2 separate regions of the Oryctolagus cuniculus genome follow, and region 1 is linked to region 2. The links are chromatin contacts, called in public Hi-C maps. All regions are on one chromosome and are shown on one strand. Each heading gives the region's core, a stretch centred on a gene start, on an enhancer-like site or on the middle of the called end of the contact. The rest is flanking DNA. Distances are from core to core; before and after follow the strand shown.

Evidence for each region. A called contact is a pair of places that touch in the nucleus more often than the background predicts.
Region 1: a Hi-C map of an unstated tissue shows a contact between it and region 2, with 8 times the contacts expected there. The contact joins the promoter of CHST2 here to the enhancer-like site in region 2. A contact is called at or near these places in 2 of 6 Hi-C or Micro-C datasets (skin fibroblasts and an unstated tissue).

The regions. Positions count from the first base shown.
Region 1 is chr4:138,720,876-138,725,856 of mOryCun1.1, forward strand. It overlaps CHST2 (carbohydrate sulfotransferase 2), which reads right to left and starts at 3,454. Exons shown (of 2, transcript XM_002716579.4): 1 at 3,317-3,454; 2 at 868-3,213. The coding sequence starts at 3,031. The coding sequence ends at 1,439.
Region 2 is chr4:138,486,070-138,490,786 of mOryCun1.1, forward strand. All of the region lies in intron 14 of SLC9A9 (solute carrier family 9 member A9), which reads left to right. Among named protein-coding and RNA genes, the nearest start is that of CHST2, 240 kb to the right of the region's middle. Within about 2 kb of position 2,107, at least 4 of the 8 cell types and tissues checked have an H3K27ac peak or open chromatin away from gene starts, as enhancers often do.

The DNA of each region.
Region 1 (4,981 bases), core at 2,204-4,703, 240 kb after region 2:
CATTTTTATTTCCTCTTCCTATAATTCACTTTTCTATCTAAGAGAAACACTTGGCTGAAGACTTATATTGTCTGCAGCATACTATGATGATGATGATGATGATGATGGAAATTTGCTTTCAGAAAACATGACAGACAAAGCAACATCTCCCACAGGCATCCCAAGTAAACCATTTTAAATGCATACACTCTTTTGCACTAACTTTGAGGGAAAGTGAAGGAAACAGAGGCAGAGCCTGGGAGTGCCCTGTGGTTCTCACACCTAACTTGCTGCTCTCCCACACCTCAGAGGCAGAATCAGAGGCAGAAAACAGCCCCCCTACACGCTTCCGTCACTGTGCTCACCAAAGAAGTTGCTATCATGCTCAACAGTACGTCCACACTCAGTTTTGAGGTTTGCGCTCTCCTCATTGGAACTTTTCTACATTACATACTTCTGTTAAAAAGAAACCCTCTTCCCCGTCAACCTAAGGACCGAAACACCAGTCTCTGCTTCACGGTTCCCTGTCTCAATGCAAAGGTAATCAAAACCGAATGCCTTCAAATCCTCAAGCGGCCGCTTCTTCCTGTCTGTACTCAAGAGTTGAATAGGAAAGTAATGTGGGCTTGTTCTTGCACTGCCCTGCTGGGCTTTAGCCTTTAGAATCTGCAGATTTGTTCCCATTCCTGGGCACCTGACAGCCTGTGATTTATACGTGAGAAAACAACTCCCAGGTTATCATCAAGAGTCGGAAACTGTTCCCACCCCAGTTTAGCTGTTCCCCAGGAAACAGACTGGAAGAAAGAGGGTGGGGAAAGGGAAGCCAGCTCTCCCCAAAGCTACATGGGACCAGTGTTGCAGGTAGATCCAAAGGAATGGAGGCAAATATTAAAAAAGAATATTATTTATTAGCTCCTTTATTAATACTCACAGGTAACCTCTGGGCTTTACACAAAAGTCTACTGCAGAAGAACGCCTCCTTGGTTTGTCATGCCCAACGGAGCTTTCGATCCTGGACCGCTTCCTCTTTCTCTAATCCCGTCCCACCCCCACAGCCCCATGACTCTCACACATTCACAGAGACCACGAAAACTGTGTCAACAAGGTTTGGGTTACTGGAACTTGAGGTCTTCAACATTCCACTTGAAAATGGACAGCAGGTGGGGAAGAGGACATGAGATGGGACAAAGAAGGAGGGACTGGGAGGGGAGGGGCAGCTGGTCAGAACTTCCAAGTCGCATCTTTTCTGCGCGCGTGTGTGTGTGTGTGTGTGCGTGTGTGCTGCAGCTGTTCCTTGAACTGACTCAAAACAGGGACAGTAAGGGCCCGCGCGGTTATTTATATTATATATCTATGATAGAATACGCGGGCATCCTCAGTTTGGGTCAGGGCTGTGTTTTAAATGTCAACAACACACCACAATCCTCCAAGCAGGCGTCAGCTCTCCTGGGAACCGCTCTCAGAGCCGCGGCTTCCGAAGCAGGGTCTTGCTGAGGTCCTTGACCTCCTCGGGGCTGTTGACCCGCTCATAGCCCAGCACGGCCATGGGCTGGTAGCAAAACTCCTCCACCTGTTTGATCTGCTGGAAGGTGAGGGCGGTCCGCCAGGCGTTGGCGGCCTGCGTGGCGTTGCGGGCAGACACCACGAAAGGCTTGGAGGAGGAGCCGGAGCCACTGGTCATGTTCAGGGCGAACTGCTCCATTTCGGGGCTCACCAGCAGCCCCACAAAGTCGTACACTCTCCGCAGGGTCTTGACCGGGTCCCCCACTAGGTCCTCGTACCGCACCACCAAGTAGTGGCCCTGCAGCCAGTCGGGGGGCTGCAGGGCGGTCTGCAGCGTCTTGGCCATGCTATTGCAGATGACTTCCATGGCGCCCAGCGCGTGGTAGTCAGCCGGGCCGCCCATGCCCTCCTTCTTGGCGCCCAGCTTATGGCCCGCAGCCTCCAGGAAGGGCACACGGTGGGCTCGCGGGTCCCGGCTGCGCACCACCTGCAGGCTCTCACGGATGAGGCCGTGGCGTGAGCGGATGCGTGAGCTGGCCACTGCCCGGGGGTCACGCACCAGGTGGATGACCTTGAGGTCCAGGGCAGGGTCTCGCAACAGCGGTGCCAACACGGCCACGTCGAAGACGCGCACGCCCTTGATGACCAGCGTGCGGTACTTGCGGCACTCCTCCTCGAAGCGCGCCAGGCGCTGCGGCGGACACTTCTTGCACACGCGGTCGTCCACCAGCCCCACGATCTCCTTGCGGTAGGCGGGGCAGAGGGGCGACGAGCACACCACCTTGTTGGTGGCTGCACCGAAGATGCCCAGCGTGGTGAGGTTGCGCCCCCCGCTGCCCGCGGGGCTATACAGCTGGAAGACCGAGAGGTCGCAGCGGTAGAGAGCGCTCAACATGTCCCGCGCTGCCCCCTGCAGGGAAACGGCGTCCCCCGGGTACAGTTTTTGCCACACGTGCCACACGGGTTCGTAGAGGAAGAACACCTCGGGGTTCTGGTTGAAGAGCTCGCCGAAGAAAGATGAGCCCGAACGCCACGTGGTAAACACGTACACCAGCTGCCGCTTGGCCCCTCCGCCCCCGGCACCCCGAGTGCCATTGCCTGGAGGGGACGCAACCCCTGCCACCCCTGCCCCCGCGGCGGGAGCAGCCCCGACGGCGGCGGCGGGAGAGCGGTGCGGGGTGCGGGGGTCCAAGCGGGTGTGAGCGCGGGGTGGCGCGGCGGGAGGCGGCCCCGGGCGCCCCCAGCCGGCCCCGGAGGCCCCAGCCGCGGCCCCCAGCGGCCGGTCCGGGTTGCACTGCTGCAGCGGCTCCTTGTGCCACTTGTAGTCCAGGAGGTTGAGCATGGTGAGCACCAGCAGCAGCGCATAGCCCGCACACAGCACCAGCGCCTTCCTGCGGAACACCTTCATTCCGAGCGGGGACGCGGGCCAGCGGCGTCCCGGGCGCCGGGGCCACGGCGGGAGCAGGGCGCGCGGCGCGGCGGCGGGCGCAGCCGGGAGCAGCCGGGGGAGCGCGCCCGGAGGCAGAGCTCGCGGCGGGCTACGGCTCATCACAGGCACAGCCCGGGCCGGCGGCGCGGCGGAGGCGGCCCTACAGCCCGGGAGGACGACGCAGCGGGCCGGCTGCGGGCGCCGGGACAGGGGCCGCGGCTCCGAGGCGGGTGCGGCGGCAGCGGCGGCTGGTCCCCGGCGCCCGAGGCTGGCTCTCCCATGGCAGCGGCTCCGGGAAGGACCTGCGAGGGGAAGCGGAGTGAGTGGGTGCGCCCCAACCTCCCTCCCACCGCCTCCTCCTCCTGAGTAACGCCCCTCCTAGGGTGGGCCCGGCTCCCCGCTCACCTGAAGCCGCGGGCGCGCCCCGGAGCGGCCCCGGATCGGGAACGGGCTGTCACTCGTTCCGCGGTGTCTCCGGCGCTCTCTTCGGCAAGGGGTCTCTGAGCCTTCGAGGGGGCCGCGGGGCTCGGAAGCCCTAGCCCTGGACAGAGTTTCCGGGCAGCGGGCGCCCTGCGGCTCGGGAAGGGAAACTTTCACCGGGCCCAGAACCCTGCTTCTCGCTCCGCCGAGCCCGGCGCGTCCCGGCTCCGGCGACGTCTCCTCTGCTCTCTCGGGACCGCAGCTTCCTTCCTCGCTCCGGGAGGCGAAGCAGCCTCAGGGCTGTCGGGGAGGAGGCGGTTTATACGGGACCCAGCTCCCGGCACCGCGGCTCTGCCTCCCTCGCTCTCGGCCTCCGCGCGGCGAATCTTCCCGTGTGTGTGGCGGCAGCGGATGGGGCGCAGCGCGACCCCGCGGTGGCGGCGGCGGCGGCGGCGTGTGCTTCTTCCATCACCGGAGGATGCCCGAGCGGGCAGCGCAGGCAACCCCCGCCGCCCCGCAGCCTCCGACTGGCCCGGGGGAAATCCTGCACACACAGCTCTAGCGGAGGAGCCGGCGCGGCAGCGCTGCCCTGGCCGCCCCGCCCCCGGCACCGGCCGCTTCTGGCCAACGAGGTCTAGAGGTGGAGGAAGCCCCCGCCGCCGCCGCCGCCGCCGCGCAAAAGCGGCGCCCGGGAGGATGCTGCTACCCGACTCCCCCTACGCCGAGCGCCTGCAACGCGCTCGGGCCGGCCTCTGCGCGGCTCCTGCCAGCCGGCGCGGGGTTGGTGCGCGCTGCCGTCTGTCGCTGCGGCTCCTCCCCTTCGCCGCGCTGCCCTCCTCCTCCGCGCGTCCCGCACCGCCCCCCTCGCGGCGCCCGGCTCCCGCTGCCGCCGCCGCCGTCGCCTCGGGGCCGGGGAGCAAAGCCGGGTTACAGCGGCGCCGCTGGGGCCGCCAGCCGAGGGTCCAAGGCATAGATCTCCGTGCGCAAAGCCCAAGCGCGGGCGCGGCAGTGGGAGCGCTCCGGTGCCCGGAGCTACACGAGACTGGGACTCTGCCTGCGGCTGTGGGACTCGGCCCCACGGCTTTGCTCTCGGAAAGAGTTGGTGGTAAAGTTTGGGCAGGAACCCTCCGCTCCGCTTGCCCCTGGCCCGGGATCAACGCGAGCCGCCCCTCTCGGAGCCGAGGACGCGCCGGCTCCCTGGAGCGCTCGGAGGACGCGGAGAGCGGCTCGCGGGCTTGCGACACCCTGTTTGCCCTTTACAGCTGGTCTGAGGCTCCGCCTCGGCGGAGGAAGCAATCAATCTTTCCGACTCCTGGGGCAGGGGCACAGGGGACGCTTCAGTTTTCCGGAGGGGTGTGCCGGCGGGGCGGCCACCCCGCTTTACCGGACGGCTGCGCGGAGCCGCCGGCTTTCTCTGAGTCCCCAGCAGATGCTCGTGGGGGTTTGTGCTCCTAACGTTACGTCCCCCGTGATTGACGTCCCCAGGAACTGGGCGGGGAGGGGGCTCTGTTCTAATTGACACTAAGATAGATCGCTCCCACACACTTCTTGTTTTTAAGAGATCAGATCAAAGAACATGAACCCAAAGGAAAAACCGTTGTTGGAAGCAGAAAGTCGTTTTTTACTGGTTTGGTTGGTCTAAGTACTTTC
Region 2 (4,717 bases), core at 857-3,356:
GGTCACCTGGAAGAACATGGTGAGAGACAGCAAAAGAAATGCCTAATGGGGCTTCCCAGAAAACTGCACCAAGCCTTGTCCCTCCCAACCTGCATCACTAGCATTTAGGATTCTTGACATAAAAGCTGTGGTTTACTGAGTAAAGGAAAGGGGCACATTGGCATATTTTTCTTAATCGAAGAAATTATTAATAACTTTGCCATCTGGCCCAGGATTAGATATCAAAACATAAAAATATTATCCAAATTTATTATCCATAGGCCTGGATCAATTGGTTGACCCTGAGTGATAAAGTTAGAAGCAGAGCTGAGTAGTCACCAGCAGGAGGCGCTAGACTGCCAAAGAGTCTATGAGGGTGAGACCAAGGATAGGGATGTTCTGCCTGGGGTTTGCAACTAGAATCAACCTTGGGAAAAATCTATGTATTAAAACTAAGCCATATAATGCCACTGGACTTAAATGTTCATAAGGCTACTGTAGAAGGAAGAGGAAGATGTTAAATCAATCTTTTAAAAACTTATTAATAGGAGATGGAATTTGAATGTCTGAAGGAACATTTTGCAAAGAGTCATTATTATTCACATTATCTTTGTTGAAAGAAACTTCAAAGAGACTCAGCCTTATCAAAAGCGATAACAGTAATTTATCGGCTTCTCTGAAGAAAGGCCTTGGGTGTCTCATTGATGAGCCAGCCTTGGCTAGACTCTTCTCAAGTCTGTCAACTTGAAACACAGCTCTCGACCCGTGGCCTGGATGCCGCCAAGATGAAGCCAAATCTGAACGCAGCATAAACATCCTCTCTTATCCCAAAGTGGCTCTCTTGTAAAACTCCAGCAGAGTGAGGCCTCAGACGCCTCTCTCTCCCTCTCTCTCTCTCTCTCTCTCTCTCTCTCTCTCTCTCAGCTCACAGCACACAGTCCCCTGTTCGCTGCAATGCTCCAGGCTGTTGGAGTCAAAGGCATATCCTAGACACAGCCCGTCAGGTGAGTATCTCCCACCAGGGACTGCCAAGAGTAGCCCCATGGTTTCTGTTTTCAGGGCTCTTCCCTGTCTCTCTTCTCCCTGAGGCCATTTCCCTAGTGGTCATCTCAGCCGGATATGGGAGACTGGAACAGAAAAACCGTTGGAGAAATTCCATTTTGTTGCCCTAAGTGGAGGAGCGCCCTGACACTAAGGGAGTCACCATTCCAGTGGGTGACTCAGCACTGACAGGGTCCTGTGCTCCCTCAGAGGCCTGAGAAGCCTCCTCCCCCCAGCCAGCTGATGACCAGCACACATGTTTCTGGAAATCAGTGTCCATAAATGCCCATGGAGCAGGCGCTGAGCTTTCTGGAGATGAACCTGGTGTGAATGAAGTCGTTGAGTTGAGCAATGGAGGAAAGCGGCTTTTTAAAATCCCCTCTGTAAGGGACCCAGCAGGATACTTGTTCTGGCCTGAGTGGAGCCCTTTTGATTTTTGGGGGTGGTGAGTGGGGCCCAGCAAATTTGGCAAGGAGCACCTCCAGACCAGAGGGGCAGAACAAAGGAGTTGAGTTTTGGTTCCACGCATTGTAATGACCATGAAACAGGTCACTTATGAATGCCCCTCTGAAACTTCATTGGCTCTATGTAAACAGCAAAGACTAACACTACCTCTCCAAAGTAGTCATTCTCCTGTGCAAGGCTCCTTGGCCCTGCCTAACACCAGGCACCTGGCCCTTAGCCTGGCCTAGTCTGACTTCCTCCCCCACCTCCTGGTCCCCACTCACTGCTTCTCAGCCTGGGCTCTCCAGTGTACCCTGAACTCACTCCTCACAGCCCTGCGGCTTTGCAAAGGCCATGCCAGCCCCTGGAAGGCCTCGCCCGCATGTCCCTCCCCTACCCCAAAAAAGAAAACACCCAGGACAGGGAGATCATCCGCTCATGTTCGGAAACTCAGCTCTGACGTCCTTTGTGAGAGAAGCTTGCCTTGCGTGTCCTGCACACAACCCGCACCACACACAGCCGGGGCCCCCTCCTCGAAGTCTTCCGCCAGGTTTCCACGTCCTTTTGGCTCCTCTCGGACCAGGCAGCGGCCCTGGAGAGCCGGGCTCCGCGGGGACAGGAAGGCGGCCCGGCCGGGGGCCCGTGTCACGCTGGGAGTCGGGAAGGGAAATGCCTGGAGGTGCAGTTGCGCTGCGCGGGGGAAGGGCAGGATGTGGCGGGCGGGCGGGCCGCCAAGGAGGCTGTCTGGGGCTGCGGGAGGGAGGGGATGTGCACCGTGGGAGGCACCGGCTGTGGGGGCTGTGGGGGCTGTGGGGCGGAGGACAGTGCAGAACAAGGAGGATTAGGAAACCACCCAGTGCTAGGAAACACCGTGACCCGTGGCGGGGCCCCACTGCCCGGCCCACTGTGCCTCCCGGGCCTGAGTCTGTCCCTGCGAGGGGCAATCACTCTGTGTGTCCTTAGCCGGGGAGCGGGGTGGCCTCGCTGCCCCCAGTCCCTCTCCCGCCTGCTCTCTCGGCGGCTTTCCTGCCTTCCTCTCCCCTGAGGGGTCTCCCCTGCTCTCCTGCCATTTGTCACGTTCCCTCTGGCCGTTTCGGGGACCGTGTGGGCCCCACTGCGCACACCCTCACTCAGGGCTCCTGGCTTTTCCTGCCGTTTGGGTCACTCACTCCGTATTTATTTCCTTATTTGCACCTGTGTTTCCCCATCAGTATCCTTGCTGTTTCCTGGCCACCTCTGGCTCTTCAGTGCTACCTGGTGTTTATCTTTCTGCCACTTCATTCATTTGTTCTGTAGGTGTTTAGTTCTGAGCCCCTACTATATTCTAGATCTGCCCATTTCACAAAGCTGCTAAGGAATAGTCCAGAAGAAGTGTGGGCTGACAGCCTTTTAAAAAAAAATTATTCAAGGCCGGCGCCGCGGCTCACTAGGCTAATCCTCCGCCTAGCGGCGCCGGCACACCGGGTTCTAGTCCCGGTCGGGGCACCGGATTCTGTCCCGGTTGCCCCTCTTCCAGGCCAGCTCTCTGCTGTGGCCAGGGAGTGCAGTGGAGGATGGCCCAGGTGCTTGGGCCCTGCACCCCATGGGAGACCAGGAAAAGCACCTGGCTCCTGGCTCCTGCCATCAGATCAGCGCGGTGCGCCGGCCGCAGCGCGCCGGCCGTGGCGGCCATTGGAGGGTGAACCAACGGCAAAGGAAGACCTTTCTCTCTGTCTCTCTCTCTCTCACTGTCCACTCTGCCTGTCAAAAAAAAAAAAAATTATTCAAAAGGCAGAGTTACAGAGAGAGAGAAAAAGAGAGAGGAAAAGATCTTCCATCTACTGGTTCACTCTCCAGTATGGCCACAAGTGAGCCAAGGCTGCCAACAAGGCCAAAGCCAGGAGCTTGGAACTCCATCCTGGTCTACCACGCCGGTGCAGGGGCCCAAGCACTTGGGCCATCTTCTACTGCTTTCCCAGGCCATCAGCAGGGAGCTAGATCAGAAGTGGAGCAGCCAGGACTCAAACCAGTGCTCATATGGGAAAGCAGGTCCTGGCCAGCTGTGCCCAAGGCAAGAAGTCACAACAGTGTCCTTAGAGACCCTGCAGGGAGGCCCTGTGGGAACAGACAACATATCCGCCCTCTTGAGAGCCAGCCGCAGACAGGCTTGCCCTGTGCTGGCCACCTGCATAAGCCAGGCGCCCAATGCCTTCTTCCCCCTCCCTCTCCCTCTTCCCAGGCTGGGTGAGAATGAGCAGGACCATGGGGACGCTGACCCTCTCTACTGTTGCCACTCTGCCTCTCTGGGAGGGTTGCGCCATCTGGTTTCGTAAGGACTTCTGCACCCATATTAAGAATGACTTGAAAATGAACAGAAACAACAAGGGTTTTACCCACCAGAAAAGATTTTCAAATTTTGCATGGCTTTAGGAAAATATTTGGGGAGATATTAAACTGAAAACCACAAAGGAAAAACTGAATATTATAGGACAGGAACATGGCTCTCAAACTCTGGTCCATATTAGAATTAGCAGGGGTACTTGGCAAGGCCCAGGCCCCCTCCTGGTTCTCCTGGCTTCCGGTGGTTCTAGAACATAGCATGTTTGAAGAACCACTGTTCTAGGACAGCCCTGTCTCATCCTGTTGCAGAGGGCAGACTCTAACACCCCCTCCAGCCCTGCCTGCTGAGCCCCTTTCGTGCCCTTGACCTCCAGCCTCAAGTTCAGTGGACTTTCCCCGGGAGAATCAAGAAGACAGCTAGTCCCGAAAGGCATTCTTCTTGCCACAGCTTTTAAAATATCATTTCCGCCCTCATGCTGATTTCTCTGCATCTCTGGTGGTACATTAAGCCTAAACTTTGCGTGAATAGAACGGAAAGCAATTGGTACCATTGAAAGAGGGAGGTAGACGTCCATAGTTTAAATGTGTCTGGTTTTCCAAAGTAAGCCCTTTGCATAAATGTCACAACTTAGTCAGCAAATCAGAACAACTTGGGAGACCTGCCGCAGGAGTGTCTTTGAAGCTGCATCTGACCATACACCAGTCCTGTGGTCACTTTGTAGGATTAGCCAAGTTTTGCAAATGAGAAAATACAGAAACGTAAACATGAAAAGATTTCCCAAGGTCATGTTGAAGGCGTAGGGGAGAGGATTAGGAGATGAATGCTCTTTCTCTTGGGGCTATTTCTGAGCTACTGGACAACAGAGCTTCCTGAATGCAGATGTTAAACAGGCGTTTGCCTTTAAAATAAGAGCTTAAAAATGTTCTTATTTGG